Regions from separate parts of the Mus musculus genome. Here all the other regions are linked to region 6. Evidence: chromatin contacts called from public Hi-C data. All regions are on one chromosome and are shown on one strand. Each heading gives the region's core, a stretch centred on a gene start, on an enhancer-like site or on the middle of the called end of the contact. The rest is flanking DNA. Distances are from core to core; before and after follow the strand shown.

Region 1 (4,202 bases), core at 362-2,861, 4.5 Mb after region 6:
ATACTTGCATGTGTACATGTTTTCCCTGCATGTGTGTATGTGTGTGTGTACCATGTATATGCTAAGGCCAGAGAGTGTGTCAGACCCCCAAATCTTGAGTTACAGTTGTGTGATGCCACACTGGTGCTGGTGCTGGGAACAGAACTTCTGTCCTCTGCAAGGACAGCAAGTGCTTTTAGTTTTGCGTCATCCCTCCAGTCCTCCAGGTTACATTTAAATCATTGCAGTTCAATTTGAGTTTTCACAAACTGGAATTTATTCAAAGAATATCTGAAAGACACGAGGTCCAGGCTGGCATTTTAACCAAATGGTATTAGATGTTTTTGTGTAGGTAGTATAGAGGGCAGGCTCAGAATCAACAAAACATGGTTGAAACAGAAGGAAAACTTAGGCTCATTAAAGGATATTGAGAAGCCAGCCCATCTCAATTCGAGTCTATAGCCAAGTTAAGTTTCTGTTTACTATAAAACTTGAAGTTTATATATTTCTCAGAGATGGGCTGCACCCTAGCCCAGTAACCATAGAATGTACTGTAATACCTCCCGCCCCAGCTACCTGTTTTTGAGAATGTTCTATACCAATACCCATTGTTCCATGACCCACTTTAACCTTGACCACCTGGTTTCACTTCTGTATCTACGATTCCATGCAAAATCCCCCACCCCATGGTTTTGCCCTATATAAAGGGCTTGAGAAGTTGGCTTGGGGCTGGTATTGTGAACCCCGTTTTAGGGGGAGACAGCTGCTGATTTGTCTCTGGTTTGTACACAATAAATCTTGCTTTAAACTGGCCATAATTTGGGTTGGTGATCTTTCGATTCACGTCTGTGAGATTAACAATATAATTTACAAAAATGACAGAAATCTGTAAATGTGCTTGACTTGTTTAAACATTCTGTCTCCAGTTATATTTAACAATTAAGAACAATGTCCAGTGTGGTGGCTTAAACCGACACCCAGCATATGGAAAACTGAGGCAAGATCATCAACATGTATTTAAGGCCAGCCTGGGTCATATATGAAGAAGGGTTGAGGACAATCTGCCTGAGATTGTGGATAAGAAAGTTCTAGGTTTAGTAAGTGCGAGCGTGCGTGCTTGCCTCTGGGGAGTGAGCATAGCTAGAGCCTATTGGAATACCAGGGAAGTGCTCTACCACTGAGCAATATATTCTGTGTAATTTTCTGTTAATCAGTGCATGGTTGGAGGCTTCTGAAATCCTGTCAATTGTAGACCACTTCCCCATTGCAGGATTACAGTTCCAGGGGCTGTGTGTCAGTTTGTTCTTTTTATAACTATCATCCTAGGAAAGGGGATAACATTTGAAATGTAAATAAAGAAAATATCTAGTAAAAAATCATTTACTTGGGGTAGGGGCTGGAAAGAACTCAGTTCCTATGCTACCTAAGGACCCAAGTCAGATCCCTAAAACCCACGAAAAGGGGGAAGGTGGGATGACGTGCAGTTGGAATTCTAGCCCGGGGTAGGAGTAAACAGTCCCTAGGACTCGCGGGCAGTCTAATCCAATCAGGAACGCTTTGGGTCCTTCCAGTCTCCGTTAAAATCTATAGGCCTGGAGTCCCTAGAAGATGACGCAGTTTTGATGCGCTACGCAGTCTGGGCGGAGCTTGCCCGAGCTTCTGGAGAGGGGTGGGCGTTCTAGGCGGGAGCTGCCTTTGCTGAGTTCTCCGGGCGGGACGCCGTCTCCCGACTGTTCGGGCGCTACTGAAAACTACTCACTGCCAGTGTCGGGGTCCTGTGTTCACGACCACCACTGAATAGTTGAGGGCCCTGTTCGCTTCCTGCACGGATCCAGCCTCGGCGTCCTCTCAGCAGCCGGTGTCGCCACTGGCGCCGCCGCCCGAGCGGCAGGCCGCTGCGGATCGCGGAGCCCATGAAGGCTCGGGCCCCGCCGCCGCAGTGGCGGCGTCGCCAGTGTCTTGGAGCGCTCCGAACCTGCTCTGGCATGACGGCGGCATGAGCACGGACGGGGAGTCGCCGGAGGAGCCGAGGTGGAAGGCGGTGGCCTCACCCAAGGCGTCAACCATGCCTGAGAAGCGCGGGAGCGCTCAGGCCGCGAGCGGCAGCTGGGTAAGTTTTGACTGGGTTCGGACAGGGACTCTGGGATTGTGGCTGTTCTAGGAGAGCCAGGTTCTTTGAAAAGCTGGCTTTCCTATCAACTCCTCCCCAGACGAACCTCTAGGAGATTTGGTTATTGATTCAAAAGCCACCAGACGCGGGACAGTAATATAATTTGGATATAATTCTGTGCAAATTGACAGAAATCTTCTGGGCACAGATTTTGTCCACAGCAACTTAGACAGTGTGTGTGTGTCAGTCTGTCTTAAAGCCTTCATTTTTCGCAGTCTCCGGAATTGCCTACAGGGATGCTGGAGGTCAAAGTGGGAGGCGCCTGATACTTCCTCCTCCTCTGGGTTTCAGAAGTGGCCTTAGTGTAGTAAGAGGAAGCTGAAGATCTCTGTACCTGAAGGTGAAAGTTCAGCCTGATCTCCTTTAGTGACATGTAAAGTTGAGATGAGTTTGACAGCTAGGGAAGGCTTATTTTCCTTGACCTGGATTCACAGTACAGACCTTACCAGTGCCACTTTTTCTTCTTCTTCTTTTAATGGTTGGAAACTAAGCACAGGGACTAATGTCATTTCTTCAGTCATAAGTATAAAAAGGATTTTTGGGGAAGGATCTACTTAGGACTTAAAACTTAAAGTTTTGCAGTGAATTGAGTACAAACTCTTGCAACTATGGGAAAGTTTGTTCAATGAGAAATAGGAATTTATTTAAATATGATATGTGTGGTCATGTGTTTTTCCTGTTTTTAAGCTTGCATATTTAATTTCTGTTAAAGAATACTAAGTGGTTCCAAGTGCATACTTGACTGTGTGAATTCATCTTTGGTACAATTGGGAGGGTAGAGAATTAGTAGTATGCAGAATGAAATCTCAAGTCAAAATTCAAACATGCAAAAATTTTGAGGTAAAACAGAACCACATACTATATCACATAGTATATTTTAGTAAGGGCTTACTAGGTACAAAATTGCTGCAACTCTCAAAAGTCTGCCAAGTACAGACCTTAAAGTCTTGTTCTGTCTGCATTCTTGTGGCTCATTTCCTTGATGTTTTAGACCTAGAGTAGAGCTGGCTTTTAGTCCTGATTCTACCAGAGTTTTACCACTCAGTGCCTGATCTGTTAAATGGTCATGTATTGAAGAAGCATAGGGGGATAATTTTTTTTCCCAAAGCTAAGGTTTTTCTAATGTAGAAAGCTTACCTTGTGGGGTAATTTCTGTAAAATTGGTTTTTCTCATTAAATAGGTTACACTTTACTTTCTAAATGAAACTAAATTACCAGTTCACCTTCTTGGCTTCCACTAGTGGATGGACAGTACTAATTAGTGGACAAGCCAAGCCAAGCCCAAGGAATGTGCCAGCTAGAAGTCAGTGTAGGGTATTTTTTCTCTATTTCTTTCTACCTGACTCTTTTAAATTTGTTTTATATATTTACTGTTTATGTATACTGTGTGTGGGTTCAAGAGCACATATGTTTTGAAACCTTATGTTTTGAAACCAAAGCTCCTTCAACGTGGAGCTCACAGCCTTTCTAGACTGGCTGGTTAGTGAGTCTCAAGGATCCTCCTATCTCTGCTTCGTACACTCATCCCATCCCTTCTCTGTATAGCCCTGGCTGTCCTGGAACTCAATTTGTAGACCAGGCTGGCTTCGAACTCAGAAATCCGCCTGCCTCTGCCTCCCGAGTGCTAGGATTAAAGGCGTGTGCCACCACACCTGGCTACATCCCATCCCTTCCTGCTAATCCCAGTACTTGGGTTACCAGCACATTCACCTTGCCCAGCTTTTTATATATATATTAGATATGAACTCAGATCCTTTTGGCTTGTATGTCAGGTATTTACAGAACTATCTCCTCAGCCCATGTATGGATTCTGAATGGTCATACTCTCCTTGTGAGCCCTTACCATGATAAAAAATATTCAGTTCTTTCCCATTTTCTAATTTAGAAAGGAGCCAGACCCCAGTCTAAAACCAATGTGCTTGAAACAAGAACTTTGGTGGTGTTATTTATTCAAAGAAACCTAGACTCTGTTTATTCACTTACCTTTCTATGGATCCTAATGCTTATCTAATTTTGGGCAAAGGTAAATTACTCACATTCTTTCCTCAACTTT
Region 2 (4,116 bases), core at 741-3,240, 4.3 Mb before region 6:
GTCAGAAACTTACCAAAGACCTCAAGCTTCCAACATGCAATCTTGAGGTCACTTTAAGAAACCCAGACCTACCAGGAGAGCCTGTATTGGGGTCTCTTCTTCCCACGGGAGATTACCCATATTTCCACGATATATGCTTTTCTTATATGAGTGATATAGCAACATTAACCTGATGGTGCTGTTTGGAATAGTAAAACAGATAATGCTAAACTTCTACACTAAAAAACGATAAACTTTAACCAGATTAAAATACTGTAGATAAACTGGGCAGTGGTTGTGCACCATTTTAATCCCACACTCAGGAGCCAGAGGCAGGCAGATCTCTGAGTTCAAGGACAGCTCATCTACAGAGTAAGGTCCAGGACAGAGAGGGCTACAGTAAAAAGCCCTGTTTCGCTGGGCGTGGTGGCACACGCCTTTAATCAAAGCACTCGGCAGGCAGATGCAGGAGGATTTCTGAATTCAAGGTCAGCCTGGTCTACAGAGTGAGTACTATACAGTCAGGGCTATACAGAGAAACCCTGTCTCGAAAAACCAGAACAAAAAACCAGAAAAACAAACAAAACAAAACAACTAACCAACCAAATAAAAATATAGTAGGTTTTGTAGGACACATATGGTTGGTCTCTGGCATCCATGTGTCTGTTTTACCAGTCTTCAAGAGAATTTACTCATTTTTAGCTTGTGAAATGTCCCCAACAACTAGATAACCACGCTATAGACAAGGTAGGAAACTCATGTTTGGGGACAGGGTCTTGCCTGGCTGTGTTCGGCAGGCTCTCACTGGTCGGTCTGGGGGTGGCTCCACCTCCACCTTCTTTCCAGGGTCGAAAGCATCAGCCTCCCCCTCTGAGTCGCAGTGTTCCTTCTCCCGTTTCCGTTTCTTCTCTTCCTGTAAGTATGGAAGAATAGAGGGCACAGAACAGCCAGAACCCTTTTAGACTGGTAATGCAGGCTCCGCACACGTCTGCGCATTCCCCAGACTGGGAAGAAGAGCCACTCCTGACACCTGACAGGCATCACCTGAAGATGCCCTGGAAGCCCAGAACTGCAGCAACGGTATAGCCAGGCGTGATTAGGGACCCATCTTAGGCCATTGAACCTTTACCTTCCGCTTCCTCCTCTCCTCCTCATCGAGGTGCTTCTCCTTCTCTGACTTTTTCTTCTTCTTTTTCTTCTTTTCTCTGTGTCTCTCCCGTTCGTGGTCTGAGCGATCGTCGTAGTAGCTGGAGTCGTGGCCAGATCCTGAGAGCTCTGTCACTTCACTTCCTCCCACCTTGAGCACCAGCTTCAGAGGCTTCTCCAGTGGCGTGTCTGTATAATCTGCACACAGACCGTACGTAGGTCAAGCTTGCAAAATACTGAGTAGAAATACTGCACCCCTGTGGGTGTGAATCTAGACAGCAAGGAGTTGTCAAAACCACAGACTATGTAATCTCAAACTGACAGATTGGTGTTCAATCCTCTCTTTCAAACCACAAAATCACCACTGAGGATATTCCGAGGGTACAACAACCCGACCTGAGACCCAGGACCCCAATTCCTTCACGGAAGCCCTCTTTTTGCTGCGGGTCTTCCTGGTGTCAGAGAGGAGGTACATAGTGGCTACAGGACCCAAAAAAGAAGCCTATAGCCTCTTCGCAGCAGATTCCCTTTTTCAGCTCTAACCCCGCCCCTCCTACGATTGTCCACTACCTGGCTCTAAGCTCCTCCTTCTCACGGGACCCCGCCCAGCACAGACCACGCCCTTCCCCTGGAACGCCTTCCCCTGCCCGTATCGGCAACCTAGACCCCGCCCGTGGGATCCGCACCTTCGTAGGACGAGCGCCATTCCGCCTTGTGCTTCTTGTGCTTTTTGCCCATGGCTGAGATAGCACGGGATCCGGTGAGAAGCGGCTGCCGGTAGCTCGACCTGCGCCAGTCGGAAGTAGCGCCTTCGCCACCGCCAAGTGCTTCCGGGTCAGGGTGGGGCGGTGCGCAGCGCGCGGCAGATTCGAAGCTCGGTGGGGCGGGGCGGGTTGCAAAGCGCCGAGCGGCTCGGGCGGCGGAAGTGGATTTGGCCGGCCCTTAGCCAAGGTGGATCCTCCTACATCGGAGAAGGCTGTCGCACAGGGCGCAGGGAGGCGACCGCGGCCTCACTCCGGCGGCATTCCCTCGGCTCCCGGCGGCGGCGCCATGGACGAGGCGGTGGGCGACCTGAAGCAAGCGCTTCCCTGTGTTGCCGAATCGCCCGCGGTCCATGTGGAGGTTCTGCAGCGCAGCGGAAGGTGAGCGTATATACGGAGTCCGACCACGCGGGGCGCGACCTGATCCGACCCCACCACGCGTGACTCCGAGTGGCACGACCTTACCCCAACTCTTAGGATTCCACCCCACAGCGTCCCACCCCTCAGTACGGCCCCACTTCGCACGACCTGAACAGCCTGACATGAACCCACCTAGTATGACCCAGCACACCTCCACCCCACTTCAGTTGACCCTAACAGCATGATCCGACTTTGCCCTCCATCCCACCACACATTACTCTTGAGTTTCACCTCTCACATTGCCGCATATCCCATCCAGACCCTACCACCATCCCAGACTATCTGGCAGGACCCCACAGCTCTCAACTGACTGGCCTATGGAGCACAGCCTAACGATGAGCTCCATGTAATAGGACCTGCTAAGCGACAGAAGTGATCTCCAGTCAATTAGGGGTGCAAGGAAGTGCAGTGTCAGTAGAGCAAGTATTTAATTTGCAAAGCCAGAATCCAGTGGCAAATTTCCTGTTACAAAGATTATGTACGTACTCCAGGTTAGACCCTACAGCTATGCATTTTCAGGTTTTCCTTAAAAGGGCTGCTAACATGGATTGAATGCTCATAATGTTTCAGGCTTGTCTCAAACACTGAATTTTTATTAATTTTCATAGTAGTGTGTGAAGAACTAGTGGCACCTCCTTTTTCTAATTAGCCTGAGGGTGGCTGATGGTATGACTGCAGGCCTGGGACCCTACAGTTGATCCTAAGACAGTACACTGCCAAGCCCCATCTTGACTAATGACTTTCTTGTATATGTCTGAGGTCTGAGGGAGGGAAGGTGTGTGTCTGTGTGTGTGTGTGTGTGTGTGTGTGTGTGTGTGTGTGTGTGTCTGAGTGTCTGTGTTTGAAACAAGTTCTTCTGTCTCAGCTTGCATGCTGAAATTACAGCCAGACCTAGCTATACTTTAGTGGGGTTTTTTTTGTTTTTTTGTTTGTTTTTGTCGTTTTTGTTTGTTTGTTTTTTGGTTTTTTTTTTTTTTTCTTGGTTTTTCGGAACAGGGTTTTTCTGTGTAGCCCTGGCTGACCTGGAACTCACTTTGTAGACCAGGCTGGCCTCGAACTCAGAAATCCGCCTGCCTCTGCCTCCCAAGTGCTGGGCTTAAAGGCGTGTGCTACCACGCCCAGCTTTTAGTGTTTTTCTTAACTAAGATATTTTATATATGTTTTATTTATCTTTCTAGCACTGCAAAAAAAGAAGATATAAAGTCGAGTGTTTACAGGCTGCTCAACCGGCATAATATTGTGTTTGGAGATTACGTCTGGACTGAGTTTGATGATCCTTTTCTAAGCAGAAATGTTCAGTCAGTGTCTATTGTTGACACAGAACTAAAGGCTAAAGACCCTCAGGTAAATTCCTAGTTCATAGTGCTGGTAAGTGAGCCCTTAGAGATTATGAGGTAATTGTCATAAATAACTAACATTGACGTGGATAGCGGGTTACTACCCTATCTGTTGGTTTTGGTGGCTATTACAATCTAAGCAACAGATTCCATAAAGTCACTTTAGGCAACAGATCTCACGTGGGAGGTTTATTAGGGAGGGAGAATCCAGAGGCTGCTTCTGGGTGAAGGTGGAGGGAGAAGAAAGAGTGCAGAGAGGAGGGAGTGTCCTTTTAGAAGGGGAGATCGAACATGTACATAGGAAGGATATGTGACTAGTGGCGAGAGTAGGAATGTGTAGCATCTTGGCAGCTTGTGGTGACTGATCCTGCTGTTGTTGTGTCCCCGATTGCTAACAGTAGCTAGATAAGCTTTAGCTATGTGTCCTGGAGCTAGGTGCTAGAGTAGGGATGTTGTGTGTCAGGATGCTCTTG
Region 3 (3,667 bases), core at 454-2,953, 4.6 Mb before region 6:
ATTGAGGGGGCCCAAAGAGCCCTTCTGGATTTTCTTTGCCAAAGGCTAGGCCTTAGCACTACTCTTCACACTGAAGAGGAGGAATCTGTCCCAAGTGCAGTGTCTTTGGCAGCCTTCTCTACTTCAGGGCCTAGCATAGCCATGTAGCCTTCTAGCCATCCCCAGGATAGATTGGTTCTGTTGTGTTTCTGGACCCACCTGTTCACCAAGGAAGCTCTAAGGTGATCATCTGGGTTTCTAGGATTCTCCATATGCTCTTCACCTACTTGGAACCCATGCCTTCTCCTTTGTGTGGGCAGGTGTAAAAATGGCTTTGGGGCTACTCTCCCTGCTTCAGGGCTGCAGAACCTTTAGTCACTGCTTCATTTTTTTTTTTCTTTCCCTACTTTGGCTCTGGTCATTCCTAGGCCTACCTATGAACTTACTTGTACACTCAAAAGTATCCTGAGCTTTGTCACTCTGTGGCTTACCAAAAACAAAAGCTGAGATTCTTATTTTATTTATTTAATTGAAAGGAAACAAGCTGAGTCATCTACTGAAGCAGTTCACATCTAACTAGGCTAGTTAACTGAATTCGTTAGGGAGCACCATGACTAAACACTCCACTATATAGTGGGCAGCAGGAGATTAGGGTTGGATATAAGGTAACTAAGGAAAACCGCAGCTTTGTCTTGGTAGCTGTGCCTCCCCACTTTGCAGTTAAACATTCATGAAGCTGAAATTTCTCCTGTTTTGTCATAAACTAAGGGGTCAGGGCACTTTCCCAGTTGCAACCCCTACACTAAGGGAGGGTCTGCATCTTTAAAAGACTGACTTCATCATATAATTTGCATTGTGGTTATGACAGGTTACCTATACTGTTCTTTCATTTACTGAAGATTTACCCCATCATCCATTGGCTTGGGAGAGCCAGACTTTGTAGTGATGTTATGGATAGGCACACAACTCAACAAATGTATGCAGAAAAGGTGAAAAAAAAAAAACACAACCAAACCTGTCAGGGTAGGGTTGTCATACCTGATGGGTGAGTGGAAGAACCTAAACCCCGCCAAAATTTACTAAAAGTTCGTAACAGTGTGGGGAAATCTCTGTATCTGCAGAGGTAGAACAAAGTTTCTGGCTGTTCTAGGTACCGGGGCGACTCGATGCTTCACTGCTTCCTTCAGCTGGAGTAATTCCACCAGCTGCTGTTTTGCTCGTGGTTTTGTTTTCTTCGCCGCTTCTACGTGCTACGCGAGCAGCTATCAGCAGGCAGCCCACTCTCTGTGGCACTGTCCTGAATACTTGAAATCTACTTGCTGTCAGAAACCTCTGGGGGATGAGGGCGAGGACAGCAAGAAGAAACAAATATACGAAATATAAGTAGTGGAATCTTGAATACAAGACACAGTAAAGATATGGAGAGGTGTGGAGAGACTAAGGTAGCTAAGGGGAGGAACTGAGCAAGGGCAAACCTAAGTGGTTAATCCGGAGAGAAAGGGTGGGTACAATAGGTGCTACTTAAAATAAGAGGGTCGGGAGAGCGCCAAACGTCAGACGGCGGAGCCAGGCCTGAATCTGTAATCCCTGATCCTGAGTCTGTGTCACCAGAAGCACAAGTTTCCTAAGAGTCTACAGAAAGATCGCCCGTACAGCGCCTTCAAGGTTACCCAGAGCCCATCCTTCCGCCCAGACGCCGGAAACGGAAGTGACCGCGTTGCACACTTCCGGTCCGGCTCCGGGAGGTGGCAGCGGCGTTGCGGACGGTGAGGAAGCTCTGCTCTGACAGCCTTGGGTGCCTGTGCGGTGGGCGGGGCGCTGGGCCCTCGACTGTGGCACAGTGTACCCCTTAGTGGGTTTGTCCTTGGCGAGGGACAGCATCGGCCGACGTTTCTGGCGGGATGCGACACCCTCTAGTGCGGGTCCCTGGGCGGGTTTGGGTTTGTCCTCGGTGTGCGTCCCTCCCATCTCCTTGGTCGGGGCTGCTTCTACCCTCAGAGTTCCCTTTTGCCCCAGAGGCCGGAAATCTGACAGTCCTCAAGCTGCCATTGGAAGCAGATTTGGTGGCGATCCAGTACAGTTTTTTTAGTTTTTGATTCTCTGTGTTCAGGTTTATGAGTGGACTCTTTCTTGCAAAGCTTTTTTGGTTTTGGGTCAGCTTTCCTTTTGCATCTGGCTTGTAACACTGCCACAGGAGTGCCTTTCACCTGTCAGCTGGAGTGGGGGACTCCATGCCAGAGGGATGGTTTGGTATTATGTTTAATACCTAGTCCTGTAAATAGAATTATACAAGTTTTAATGTTTTGGGAATGCTGAAGATAACATGTCAAACTAAAGCAAAAGAAAAAAAAAAAAGCCCGCAGTGAATCAGTCCTGTTAGAAGTGGTTGTGGAATCCTCTTTCTGTGGCCTGCTCAGATTTCCTGTCTGGGTACGAGTAATTTTATAGTCAGAAGATGAAGATGGTGTTTGCAATGCTGTTCCACTTGAATGAAAATGCAAAGAGAGAAATACACAGGGAGAAGCTACATAACTGGAAATGTACAATGGATTTTAGTGGTTTTCTGAGACTACTTGGGAATAGAGTGAAAGATTCCAGAAGGTAGGTCTTTATCACATCTGTGGCTGTTGAGTAGCTGAAATTAAAGGAAACAGTGTTATTAATTCCCTCATTTGCTGGATAGTCAGCAAATAGCCATTGTAGGTCCATGACTTGGATAGTATTAGATATTAGACTAAAGGGTGATTGACCGGGTACATTTGTGCTTAGGGGAAACAAGCTACTCAAGTAAGGACAATAAATTACCTTTTGCTGTCTTATCTTTGTTTTTAGAAGTGTTCAAAAGTAAGAAGTGGTATCTTGGCCACCCAGAGCAATGGTAAGGGAGTATAAGACTCGTGTTTGCCCACTGGGCTGCTGCTGAAGTGTAGGTAATAGTTGTTGCCTTCCAGTGACTAACTACCCCATGGACTTGGGCAGCACTAGGGTGAGCTCCAGAAATGAAAAGCTGATCTTTTATAGGGCTAAGAATTGTGTTAGAGCTGCCTTTGACATAGTCTTAAGTCCCTGTATAAATACTCTCTGTGTGACTGTCTTACGCCTGTGAGATATCCCTGCTTCTCTCTGTTAAGGTAAAATCTTCTTAGCAATTGAATTCTAAGGATTTGCAGTTTTGTTAAGGAGTTTATGACCCAAGTTCAGCTTTCATTTCTAGTTTGCTAATTTAAATGCCATAGAAATTCTCCATTAGTTGCATGGTGAGCACATGACCTTTGCATGTGGAGTCGTCACTTCATTTTGACATACCCTCTCCTTTGTGTATATAGTGTACCTGTGGTATGACATGTGCAAAGATTCTGCCTGCTTTTTGACAATGAAGGAGACAGACCTGGAGGCTGTTGCAACAGCAGTCCAAAGGGTTGCTGGGATGCTTCAGCGCCCAGACCAACTGGACAAAGTGGAGCAGTATCGCAGAAGGGAAGCTCGGAAGAAGGCCTCTGTAGAGGCCAGGCTAAAGGTAGGAGACCATAGAAATGACGGGACTGAGCATTTGTCTTGAGTTTCTCTTCGCCACTACCCTGCTTGCCTACCACCCTATTTTATGGAAATATATTCTCAACTGAGGTTGACTCAGTCTTGTGACAAGTTAACATAAAGTTAGTCAACACAGTATAGTATATATTATGTG
Region 4 (3,824 bases), core at 230-2,729, 4.0 Mb before region 6:
GGTTGGCTAGTGAGCTTGATACCTGTTGGGCAGTACAGGATCTTGATTGGATGAGCAATTTTACAAATTTTATTTGAACTTTTGCACGTTAAAATCATATGTCAAATGCTAAGCCATGTTAATTCCCAAAAGTTACTGTATATAGCTGAGCATTGAGATTTATATTCTAATGCCAAAGGTCACTTACTTGTAAGTAACAAGTGAACTAACTACTCTTACTAGGTAGGCCAATGTATCATTCCTTGGGAGACTACATGGGCTGTAGTAAACCACGCTGCCCTTAGATTGCAGTAAAAGCTACTTGCTAAGTGACAAACACCTGTTACTTTCAGCTTGACTGTTTACACAGACCCTAGACAGGAGTGCTTCTATAGGATGTCCTCACTCTACATACAATGCTATCCATGACATCCTGGAACCCATCTCTGGCAATCTGTCCCACATCCACACCTTTCAAATTTGGAATCCACATCAAAGTCTTCCACGTTCAAGATCAGGTCCACATTGTTCTCTGCACCAAGGCTGGACCGTGTGGTGGTGTAAACACTCAGCTGGAAAGAGTGAGCAAGAATGAATAGCCAAAAGGTCCTGATAGAAAACATGTAACTATTGTGAGAGGGTAGCAATCTGAGGGCTACCTCTCAGAGGGTGAGCTTGGGCAAGATGGCCTGTGTGACACTGCTGTGAACAAGGAACCTAACTGTAGAGCTGACCTGTCCGGAATTCCCACTAGAAGCAGGAAGTGACACAGGTGATAAGAGGGCAGAGCTAGCAGCCTGACTCCCATATGGCTGGAGATCTCCTGTTAACTTCCACTGGGGTCCCGTTAGGAAACACGTGTAGGGCAACTGGATCTCAGTTATAATCGGGGTAGGGCAGAGCACCAAGGGGTAACAAGAGAGCAGCAGAGAACAGAGAAGTCTCAACTCCAGCTCTCACTGCCACCTAACCAGAACATTGGACAGTGACATCAGTGATAAGGGGCAAAACTGGTAGCCCGAAACCCTCTGACCAGTGCCAGTAGGGGGTGGGTGGTAGCACCCGGCCGGGAGGCGCCTTCTTAGGGCTCCCGGACGCTCACCTGCAGTTTGGGCCGCAGGGCCAGATAGGGCTGGATGCAGTTGGAGTCACCCGAGCACGGACGGGTATAGACGATACCGTACATGACCCAGCAGGTATGCACCACGTACACCAGGAACACGCCCACCACCAAGCTGGTAAAAGAGCTGCGGCCGCTCCACATGGCGCCGCAACCTGCGGGCCGAGCGCCGCCGCCGCCCGCCGCTCACGGGAGAGCCGCTGCGCGCCACCGCCACCGCCGCGGGGAAACCAACGCGCCTCGCGCGGGCCGCCGGCCGCCCCGCATGCTCCCGATAACCCACACCCGGCGCTGGGGGATTGGCCGGATTTGCCGGCCACCGCTTCCGGGAACCGAGCAGCTGGCGGAAGTGGACGCGCACGGCCCTCTGGGAGCCAGACGCTCCGCCACGCACTCGCAACCTCACGACGACCGCACGACCGGCGCGCGCGCGTGACGTCAGCCTCTTGCGCCGTACTCCCGGCATGCCTGTGGGAGCCCAGGTCCGCCACCAACCTTGGCGGCACCCGGTTCTTGGAAATTTTTTCTTTGCGTTGCTCTTCTTAAGGCCCTGTGCAGCCTTACGGCGGCGCCCCAGGATGATGGCGGGGACGACCCTGATCCTGGCTCTTCAAAGTCTAGGGGAGCGTCCAAAAGTTAAGAAAACACGGAGGAGACTCAGGAAACTCAAATACCGATTTCTCGGGTGTGAGGTTACTGTGTTGATAACATGCAGTTCAAGATGGCCAGAAAAGGTCAAAAAGAGTTTTTACAGGTCACTTGCCCCTTTTGTCAGAAGAATAAGTTCCTTTGCGGTAATATAAATCTTAATCCTGGCTAACATGCAAAGGTAGGTTATATCTCAAGAAGATCTTTTTCCCGGACTTCCCATTACTCATTCAGATAAAACCATCTGGGTTCTTAAATTTATTTATTCACTTTACATCCCGATGTCAGCCCCTACTCTCCTCTTATCCTCTCCCCTGTCCCCTCTCCCCTTCTCATCTCAGAAGGGGGTAGGCCACTCAGATAAACCATCGGAGTCCATTAATTGTTCACTTTACGTCCTGATGCCAGCCCCTACTCTCTTCCCTACTCCCTCTCCCCTTCTCTGAGAAGGGGAGGCTCCACTGGGTACCAACCCACCCCTGGCACATCAAGTCACTGCAGGACTGGCCACATTCTCTCCCACTGAGGCCAGACAAGGCAGCCTAGTTAGGGGAACGGGATCCACAGGTAGGCAACACTGGGACAGACCCGGGTCCATTTGTTGGGGAACTTGAATGAAGACCAAGCTGCACATCTGCTATATATGTGTTGGGGTGGGGTGTAGGTCCAGTCCATGTATGCTCTTTGGTTGGTGGTTTAGTCTTTGGGAGACCCCCAAGGGCCCAGGTTAGTTGACTCTGTTGGTCTTGTGGACTCCTGTCCCCCCCAGATCTCAATTCTTGCTCCAACTTTTCTATAAGACTCCCCAAGCTCTGTCTAATGTTTAGCTGTGGGTCTCTGTATCTGTTTCAGTCAGCTGCTGGGTAGAGCCTCTTAAGAGGACAGTTATGCTAGGCTCCTCTCTGCAAGAATAACAGAGTATCAGGTTCTTCTGGCCTTCATTTTAATCTTCTTAAATATTTCTTGGTTTAGGGTATACACAGTTTCTAGAGTGAAGTGGCCAGTGCTGTGACAGCCCAGGACGATGGCCTGCAGAGATCAAGCAAAAAATGATATTTCCTGTTTTCAGAAGCTTGTTGGCTGTTGGTGCTTTTCATTAGTGACCAGCTCCTTACTCTATGGTGGCCTCAGAAACTTAAGTTTTGGAGCTCATTGTTCTCAAAACGGCATTCTCATGTTTCTCACACGTGTAATCAGAAGTGTGATTGGGCATTTTCTAAAAATGGTGCTTTTAAATAGAAGGTTTCAGAAATGGAGCACCTATTTCAGCATGAGGGTATCTTAGGGTTTCTATTGCTTCGATGAACACCATAACTGAAAGAAATTTGGAGAGGAAAGGGTTTATTATGCTTATGTATCCACATCACTAAAGGATATCAAGGAAGGTTCTGAAGCAGAAGCCATGGAGGAATGCTGCTTACTAGTTTACTCCCATGGCTTGCTCAGCTTGTTTTTCTATAGCACCCAGGATCAACAGCCCACGGGTGGCACTGCCACATTAGTCATCAATCAAGAAGATGTACCACAGACCAATCTGGTGGGGACATTTTCTCAGTTGAGGTTCCCTCTTCCCAAAAGACTTTCAACTTGTGTCAGACTGACACTAAACCTCCTAGCACAGAGCTTGGGAGGAATCACGGGGACACTGGCTTCGTCTGAACAGGTGGGGACAGGGTTTGTGGTTACAAAGACAGGGGTGGTACTTGGTTACAAACTCCTTTGGGGCTGGAGTAGGATCATTGAATCCATCTGAGACTTCTTATACTTCTACACCTTTATCAAATGGATCTCTTCTTCAGAGTCATTTATTCCTATGATTTTGTCAGCATTGCAGTGACATTTGACAGTCCTATGTCTCTGGCCTTCCCTCCAGTTGATCTCGGTGATGTAACCCTAATGAACAGGAAGCCGTCAAGCTCTTTGTAAAATTGCCTTGCTCACAGGTTACTCTTCCTATTGTCGTCAGCCCGTGGACGAACCTATGATCTTCAGTAGACTGGTGGAGTGAGGCTCTTGGCAACTACAAATGCTAGGATGAAGGGAGGCCTCAGAATTGAGTTTCAGAACCTAGGAGCTC
Region 5 (3,958 bases), core at 756-3,255, 3.7 Mb before region 6:
ATATACATTGGATTTCAGGTGGTTCGTAAATCTACCCATCTTATTTTTATGTATAGCAAAGTAGGTTGTCATTAAGGCTAATGTAGTTCTCTCTAACTCCCAGTCTCACCCTTCACACTAAGCACCCATAGGAATACCTTGAGTTCCAGCCAATAGATGACTGTGAGCATTCACTTCTGTATTTGCCAGAACACAGGGCCCCTAATGAAGGAGCTAGAGAAAGTACCCAAGGAGCTAAAGGGGTTGACAACCCTATAGGAGGAACAACAATATGAACTAACCAGTAAACACCGCCCCCCCCCCCCAGCTGTGTCTCTGGTTGCATATGTAGCAGAGGATGACCTAGTCGGCCATCAATGGGAGGAGAGGCCCTTGGTCTTTCTTTGGGGATTATATGCCCTAGTTCAGGGCAATGCCAGGGCCAGGAAGTGGGAGTGGGTGGGTTGGGGAGGGGGGAGGGAGGAGGGTATAGGGGACTTTGGGGGATAGCATTTGAAATGTAAATGAAGAAAATATCTAATAAAAATGCCTAAAAAAAAAAAAAAAAAAGAAAGAAAGAAAGAAAAGGAAAAAAGGACTCCAGAGTTCTAGCAATTAAAAAAAATAATGTGGGTCAGAGAGATGGCCTGGGAGTCACAAGTGCTTTCCATGCAAGTCTGTAGACCTCAGTTCAGTCCCCAGAACTCACATGGAAAAAGAGACTGGCTTCCTCCAACTTCCACATGTGCTCTGTGGCACCTGTGTATGAACTCACATGTGTGTGAACTCATACACAGACAGGGGGTGTTAGGGTTTAAATAGAGACTTAGGGCTGGAGAGATAGCTTGATGGCTAAGAGCACCTGCTACTCTTGCAGAAGACCATCATTCTGTTCCCAGCACCCACACAACTACTCAAATGGACTGTAACTTGACCTGTCTGGAGATCCTGTGCCCTTCTCTTGGTACCAGGTAACCACACACATGGCCATATATAAATGTATACACTCATACATATAAAATAAATCCTTTAAAAAGAGGGAGAATGAGACAAATCTGCAGGACAGGGTGTGGAGACATAAGCCTGAAATCCCAGCACTCCAAAGGCTGAGGCAGGAAGACAGTGAGTGCTAGGTTAGCCTGGCTTACAGAGCTTAAGGCTAGCCAGGGCATCTTAGGCCCACATTTATTGGGGCATTTTTCAACTTGGCGAGGTCTTTGTCCTTGTGTCTTAGGGCCCTCTCTGGTTACCCCTTTCGTCTTCAGACTCACCTAGTCCTTATGCTATAGCAGAGCACAGAAAGGTAGATACCAGGTCATTAACCTCCAATCCTGGCCAAGAGATCCCAAACAACACATGCTAGCTTCTGGCACTTTCTCGGAATTAGTGACCCGGCCCTGCTCTGAGTCTGGGGTCCCACCTGTCTACCTCTGAGCAAAGTTGTTCAGGCTACTTTGGGGTTTGACAGTATATGTCGTTCCAAGGGAGGTTCGGACTCAGATTCAAATGAGGCAGGAGAGGCCAAAACAGCCTTCAGAGTTACAGACTACGATTTGCATCAGGTTTTTTTCTACATAGCAGAGCTTTTCCGGACAGCTTTCCAATGCTGGGTAAACTTCCTTGCAGTCTAACTGGAAACTGAACTACTGCAGCGTTGCAAAAATGCTCAGAAATCTAACTTTCCTACACCAACATACAGGACCAGGAGAGTTGACTGCACAAACTGTTTCTTCTGCTGAACAACTTACTTCTTTACTCAAAACAAAACAGAAAACAAAAAACAAACCAACCCACGGAAAATCTGCATTTTCTCCATTGGCATAAAAGCACACACAGCGCATCTTCAGTTTCCGTCCCCCCACCCCCTGCCTTTGTCACACTAGTAACCTTTGAACACTGCGCACAGTTAAGCCGCAGCTCCGCATCCTATCCAGTTCCACCACCAGCCCCGCCAGCCGCTCAGGCATAGGACGAAAAAAGTTCCACAAGTACTCCCCGCCGACTGCTGTGCGCCTGCGCCGGCACTTGGTACGACGCGTGGGGTCAAGGGTCACCGGCAAGATGGCGGCGGTGCTGACCTTCCGCCGGCTGTTGACTCTCCCCAGGGCTGCACGGGGTTTCGGGGTTCAAGTGTCGCCGAGCGGGGAAAAGATCACGCATACCGGCCAGGTAACGGCCGCGCCCGCCATGCCTGGAACCCAAGACTGACGGTAGCAGGGAGCGCAGCAAGGTGTGCTTCTGCCAGGCTAGCGCGCGGCACTACTGGGCTCACCTTGTGCAACCCGCTGCTCCGGTTTCTAGCTGGTGGCTTTCGGTTGGGACTTGGATCTCCTCATTCTTTAGGCCATATCTTTATATTAAGTTCAATGTTTTAACAAATGATTGTTGTGTTTTGGACCCGGGACAGAGGACTGAGGTGCATATTTTACATATCAAAGGAGACCCGGCATGCAGGTTCTCCCAGCATTCCTCAGTCCCTACCTGGCGTTGCAGCCCAGGATCCTCCCTATATAATCCAGGCATTTTGGTTTCTCCCACCCTGTCTCTTTCTCCTCTCCTTGAACACACTCCCTTTCTCTCCCCCGACCCCTCCTCCTGTCCCAATGGTGACTTCTCTGGCCTCAATCCTTGGGGCCAGTGAACTCACCTGAGAGCGGCTTCCCAATAAACCTACCTTTAATATAATTTAATCTGGCTTGAATTGGTTCATTTCACCAGTGGAGAAATAGCCTATCAATAGTGTATAAAGCAACCCTAGCGTTCGTTCAATATAATAGTGAACCAAAAAATGAGAAACTATGTCTGCTGAAATGAAATCGCGCCTGTTGGAGTTGGCTACTTGTGAGGGCAGGAACTTTGTCTCCAGTCTGCACTCCAGCCTGTCATCCCCTGAGACCGTTCAGTACAAGTTCATTTTGCCTCTTAGTGGGTCTGTCTCCTCATCAATGGGTATAGGCCAAGGGGAACATCGTTCTATAGTATTTTCAATCAATATTATGTGACTTTATTTAGAATAATAGATGGCCTTTTTTTTCCAGGTGTATGATGAAAAAGACTACAGGAGGGTTCGTTTTGTAGATCGTCAGAAAGAGGTAAGTGAAAGATAGAGGAATTCGTAAAACTTAAGCAGGTTGAGCAACTCAAATGCCGGAAGTGTATTGAGCACTAATGTACCACAGTGAATCCTGCGCCTGACTTGGGTGGTAGATTGTAATGAAAAGACAGGCACAACTGAGGTATTGCATAAAAATACCTTCAAGCTCTGTATGAGGTGTAAAGAGACAAGTGGATTTCATGTTTGTACTTGGGCCCATCTTTGAGGTAGCTCGTGTTCCTTAAAGGTATTTGAGCTTTGAGGTAGCTCTTTTGTATCCTCATTGTTGGTCCTAGGCTCCTCCTGGAAGTGGTACTTAGTGTGTGCCAGCTTAACATGGAAGAAGCTAAAGAAATCCTCACATATCACAACCACCCTAGAAAACGCAGAGTCCTAAGTACAAATTGTGTTAACTTTTTTTCTCTTCCTCTCAGACTGCAGAGCATCTTGGAACAGTAGTTGAGATTTTCATAAGCATGATCTTGTTTTCAGTCTGGTACTTGCCGTAGCATTTTTTTTTTTTTTTTTTTTTTTTTATTGCTGAGATAAAACACCATGACCCAAAGCGGTTGGGGACAAAAGGGTTTCATTTTATAACTCTCAGGTCGTATTCCTGAGGGAAGTCAGGGCAGGAACTTGAGGCAGGGACTGATGCAGAGACCATGGAGGAGTGCTGCTTACTGGCTTACTCTCCATGTTATGGCTCTTACTCTTATGGCACCTAGGACCACCATCCAGTCCAGGGGTGGCATTGCCCACAGTGAGCTAGGCCCTCCCACATCAATTAGCCAAGAAAATGCCACAGATTTGCCTCAGGCTAATCATGTGGAGGCAAGACCCTGGAATATGTCAAGTGGAAACTAGCCAGCACACTATCTCTTAGAT
Region 6 (4,046 bases), core at 868-3,367:
TAAAAGTTTCCTTAAGTTCACTCAGGGTGTGGAGCATCTGAGCTGTTACTGAGCATTTCAGGTATTAAATATGAAATCCTACACCTTCAGAGCCAGGGATCACAGGTAATAAAAGGGCTGTCATGGGAGCAGGAGTGCCTGGCTGCTGGATACAGGGGAAGCCTGACTGAATGTGAGCCTACAGGCAGGCTGCGCTGGGAAACACTGGCACACAAGCCATAGCAACCTGTGATGAGACTGGCAAGCAGAGCTTGTCTTCCCTTCTACTCGGAAACTAGGATGTGGAAAACTGGTCATTGTAAAAAGAAGTTCAAGAAGCAACTCAGGAACATCAAGGAGGAAGCTGGACCCAAGACCAATTAACCAAACTCATTAACTCAATTAACTGCGAGTCACTGATGAACATGTGTACCCCAACCTCATGTTAATAAAAGCACTACAGGAAAGAACATTAAGATGCTTGAAAAGAGGCAGATGATGGGGGCTGGGGAGACGTCTCAGTGGTTAAGAGCACTGGCTGCTCTTCCAGACCAGAGGTCCTGCGTTGAATTCTCAGCAACCACATGGTAATGGGATCCAGTGCCCTCTTCTGATGTGCCTGAAGACAGCCTCCCTGCACTCGTATACATACATACATAAATCTAATAAGGCAGATGATGCTGGTACATGGATTTAATCCACCCAGCAGAGGCAGGTGGATCTGAGTTTGAGACTAACCTTGTCTACAGGTTTCAGAACACCCAGAAATCCTGTCTCGGAAAACAGACAAACAGATGCTTGAAAAATACATCCAGGGACTAGGTACACGGCTCAGCAGTTAAGAGTACTGTCTGCTCTCTCCCTCCCAGAGGTCCTTCCCAGCAACCACATGGTGGCTCACAACCATCTGTAATGAGTCCTGTAATGCCTTCTGGTGTGTCTGAATACAGTGTACTTATATATAATAAACACGTAAATCTTTATAAGAAGAAAAAAAAAGGAAAGTACAACCAAGCTCTTTAAGCCGACAGTGACTTTAGAGCTGAGAAGTGCATTAAAGGGGGTTGGGGACCTAAGAAACACCCAGCACGAGGAAGCATTCTGTACCCACCAGCTTAGTGGTTGTGGAACTTCAACTTTCTGTCCATCTACTTCCAGGTCCTCCAACTCCTTAAAGTACTTGTTCTTCAAGCAATGGAGAATCTCTTTGGCATGGCTATGGAAAAAAAAAAAAAAGCAAGTTTCACAGTCATCTAAGAAGGTGAGTTGGTAAGATTTAATAGCTTTAAGATTGCCAAGTGTTTTAAACGTAAAACCAGTTCTGAGAAGACGTTCCATAAGCGCTCCGGGGTGTGCAGACTTTTTAACACCTAGGCCCTGTTAACATCTAAGAAAGCAACACCATCAATTTTCTAACTCCCTCCAGTTCACTGTTCTGTTGGACACACCTTACAAATAAGGTAAAAGCAATACTGCATTTTGTCACAGCTTCAGTTTTTAATTGCCACGAGTCTTGCGGACAACGTACTTTGACGTGCAAGAGAGGCAAAGATTCCTGCTGCTCTGATGGTCCCCCATAGGACCCAAGTCTTTCCCGGGTCGCGTTTTCTATTCATATTCTAATGTCCCACCGAGGACGTTCCTGTGCACTACAGCCCCCAAGTCCACACCTCAGAAAAGACACAGCAAACGTACCTTTTGTACCCAGTGATTCTCAGTGTGGCTGGGAGAGGTTCTCGGAGTGACTCCATGAATTGGTCCCATTCTCCCTCTGGCACGATCTTGAGTTCCTGATAGTAGTGCTCGAAGAGCTTGTTCTCCTTTACGATCTCGGGATAGCCACCTTCCCAGCCCTGCCAGGAAAGCGACAGGTGAGCAAGCTCCGACCGACACCCGCGAACCCGGCCCACGAGCAAGCTCCGCACGCGCGAGCCCACCAGACACCCCTCTCGTCCCCGCGCCTACCGCCTGGCCTCGCTTTCTGCCGCCGTCGCTGGCGTCTTCCTCGCCCTCAGGCTGCGGCGGCTGCTGGAACCGCCGGCCCCGCGCCCGCCGCCCCATGGCCCACGCGGCTGCACACGCGGAGCGCACACAGCGACCCACCAAACCGCACGCACGCTGCACTTCCGGCTGCATCCCGAGGACCCCGCGGCTGGGTCCTAGCAGAGGCAGTCAAAAAATATGCCTGAAAGACACAACATGCTCCCGCCGAGAACTCACGCAAAAAAAAGGGTGGTATTCCTATAGAGAACGTGTTTCCTCAAATCAACCTTAAACGCCACTGAGCGTGAATCTCCCCGTCTTACACAGAGACTCAGGCACCTGCATGGACGACCTGATCGTAGCGCGTGCGCAGAGAGTCATGGAGTGTTGTCCGATCTGTCGCTGTCCGGGTTAGACTGTGGAGGGGCGTGGTTGCAAGTTAGGCGGGGCGGAGCGAGAGTCTGTTTCGAGCGAAGAGGCGGGGTCTTTGCTGTGTAGGCGGGACTTTGTGGGTGATGCGAGGCTCTGGTGCTCCGCTGTGGCGCTGAGGGGGCGGAGCTCCGGCAGAACTTTTCGCGAGCCAAAGGAGCTCTCAGCCAATGTGTGTAGCGCTCCAAGATCGGGCGGGGCTCTGAGGAGCGGGGCTCGAGACTAAGGCGCCCTCCCCCCGAAGAGGCGTGGCTCCCTGTGTGGGCGGGGTTTTACCCAATCGTTCTCTCGTTTGGATTACGGGCGGGAGGGTATCTTCTGGTGGTGCTAGCCTGTGCTCCTGTCTCCGCCCGAGCAGGTGGCTCGCCCCTCCCCTGGGCAGGTACACCCTGCTGGAGCGCTGGCCCTTGTGGGCTGCTCTGCGCCCTCCTCCTGAGCTTATATGTGGCTCCACTTGGACATCCGAGCATGGAGCACGCTGCTCGACCTCAGCTATGGAGTTGGATGAGTTGCGCCTACTGGATGCGCTAGTCTACCTGGAGGGTTTCCTGGCTTTCGTGGCCTTCGTGGGGCTCCAGATGGTGGGCTCTTCCTACGGCCGCTACTCCTCGCAGTGGTCCGGCCGCCGAGTGCCCGCGCGACCTGCCTGGTTCCTACAGGAGCTGCCTTCAATGGCCTGGCCGCTGTACGAGTGCATCCGTCCTGCAGCCGCCCGACTGGGCAACCTGCCTAACCGCGTCCTGCTAGCTATGTTTCTGATCCACTACGTGCAAAGGTAATGGTCTTCCCTCCTGCGCTTGCTCCCGAGGACCCGCGGCTCAGAGACTTAATTCCGAAATACAAAGGATTGTCTAGAAAGGGAGGTAGAAAGGACCGCACAGAAGCGGTGGAAGTTCGTGTCTGGTCAGGGATAGTGGCACAGTGGTCCGGATTTCTTCCCTGCCCATCTGCAGACTCCGCCCTAAGGAGTATCTGCGATGCCATCCAAGCTGCATTTCTACTGTTTCCCCCTTGGGGAATCTATCCCTGGTAGCCTGTCCCATAGCCAGGTGACCTAGCTTCAGCTTGCTAACAACCTACTCTGGAACCACTGTGGACCCCGAATGTGGACTGGAGCAATTTCAGAGATGTTTTGCTTTCTCTGTGTGAGATGGTATGAATCTTTCCCAGGAGGTGTTATGTGAAAAATGTTTTAGTGACCGCCTCAAGTCTTTGGGTTTTCTAATAAACTGGACTGGACTGTCTCTAGGTCTTATCTTTAACTGACCCAACATTTATTAATAACGTTTAAATGTTTTCATCTAGATTCTGAAAAGTGCACAATTAAAAAAAAAAAAGGATGTCTCTATATCTAAGGAAGTTGAGTTCTGTGACATTTGGGACATGGGAAAGTCTCTTATCCTCTCTGATCCTAAAGTATTCATTTCCCAGAGAGGCTGGGAGAATGCATTGTTGTGTTAATAGCCTCTGCTTTCTTAAATCCAGTGAGGAGAAAGAATGAGTTTCTAGATCTATTGCCCAAAGTCCACTGTGGCCACTATGGTACATGAGTTGATTGATCTTTTGCTGTTTTGTTTTGTTTTGTTTGTTTTTTCAAGACCGAGTTTCTCTGTGTAACAGCTTGGCTGTCCTGGAACTTACTTTATAGACCAGAC

What was found. Hi-C and Micro-C count contacts between places; a contact is called where the count stands out from the background.
Region 1: a contact with region 6 is called in a Hi-C map of regulatory T cells, with 16 times the contacts expected there. The contact joins the promoter of Mfsd14b here to the promoter of Nsun2 in region 6. A contact is called at or near these places in 3 of 484 Hi-C or Micro-C datasets (CD4 T cells, CD8 T cells and regulatory T cells).
Region 2: a Hi-C map of CD8 T cells shows a contact between it and region 6, with 6 times the contacts expected there. The contact joins the promoter of Trip13 here to the promoter of Nsun2 in region 6.
Region 3: a contact with region 6 is called in a Hi-C map of CD4 T cells, with 5 times the contacts expected there. The contact joins the promoter of Exoc3 here to the promoter of Nsun2 in region 6. A contact is called at or near these places in 1 of 39 promoter capture datasets (cranial neural crest) and 1 of 484 Hi-C or Micro-C datasets (CD4 T cells).
Region 4: a contact with region 6 is called in a Hi-C map of erythroblasts, with 10 times the contacts expected there. The contact joins the promoter of Clptm1l here to the promoter of Nsun2 in region 6. A contact is called at or near these places in 2 of 484 Hi-C or Micro-C datasets (CD4 T cells and erythroblasts).
Region 5: a Hi-C map of CD8 T cells shows a contact between it and region 6, with 10 times the contacts expected there. The contact joins the promoter of Ndufs6 here to the promoter of Nsun2 in region 6. A contact is called at or near these places in 1 of 39 promoter capture datasets (pre-B cells) and 3 of 484 Hi-C or Micro-C datasets (CD4 T cells, CD8 T cells and neutrophils).

What each region holds. Positions count from the first base shown.
Region 1 is chr13:65,110,391-65,114,592 of GRCm38.p6, reverse strand. It overlaps Mfsd14b (major facilitator superfamily domain containing 14B), which reads left to right and starts at 1,611. Exons shown (of 12, transcript NM_133680.3): 1 at 1,611-2,089. The coding sequence starts at 1,976.
Region 2 is chr13:73,935,641-73,939,756 of GRCm38.p6, reverse strand. Trip13 (thyroid hormone receptor interactor 13) reads left to right here and starts at 1,990. Exons shown (of 13, transcript NM_027182.2): 1 at 1,990-2,267; 2 at 3,485-3,650. The coding sequence starts at 2,176. It overlaps Brd9 (bromodomain containing 9), which reads right to left and starts at 1,929. Exons shown (of 16, transcript NM_001378947.1): 1 at 1,812-1,929; 2 at 1,109-1,323; 3 at 760-892. The coding sequence starts at 1,863.
Region 3 is chr13:74,206,736-74,210,402 of GRCm38.p6, reverse strand. Exoc3 (exocyst complex component 3) reads left to right here and starts at 1,703. Exons shown (of 13, transcript NM_177333.4): 1 at 1,703-1,745; 2 at 3,306-3,496. The coding sequence starts at 3,323.
Region 4 is chr13:73,601,657-73,605,480 of GRCm38.p6, reverse strand. Clptm1l (CLPTM1-like) reads right to left here and starts at 1,479. Exons shown (of 17, transcript NM_146047.2): 1 at 1,082-1,479; 2 at 451-551. The coding sequence starts at 1,243.
Region 5 is chr13:73,326,529-73,330,486 of GRCm38.p6, reverse strand. Ndufs6 (NADH:ubiquinone oxidoreductase core subunit S6) reads left to right here and starts at 2,005. Exons shown (of 4, transcript NM_010888.2): 1 at 2,005-2,148; 2 at 3,018-3,071. The coding sequence starts at 2,041. It also overlaps a transcript of Mrpl36 not described here.
Region 6 is chr13:69,610,087-69,614,132 of GRCm38.p6, reverse strand. Nsun2 (NOL1/NOP2/Sun domain family member 2) reads right to left here and starts at 2,117. Exons shown (of 19, transcript NM_145354.5): 1 at 1,945-2,117; 2 at 1,675-1,832; 3 at 1,091-1,195. The coding sequence starts at 2,040. It overlaps Srd5a1 (steroid 5 alpha-reductase 1), which reads left to right and starts at 2,670. Exons shown (of 5, transcript NM_175283.3): 1 at 2,670-3,166. The coding sequence starts at 2,886.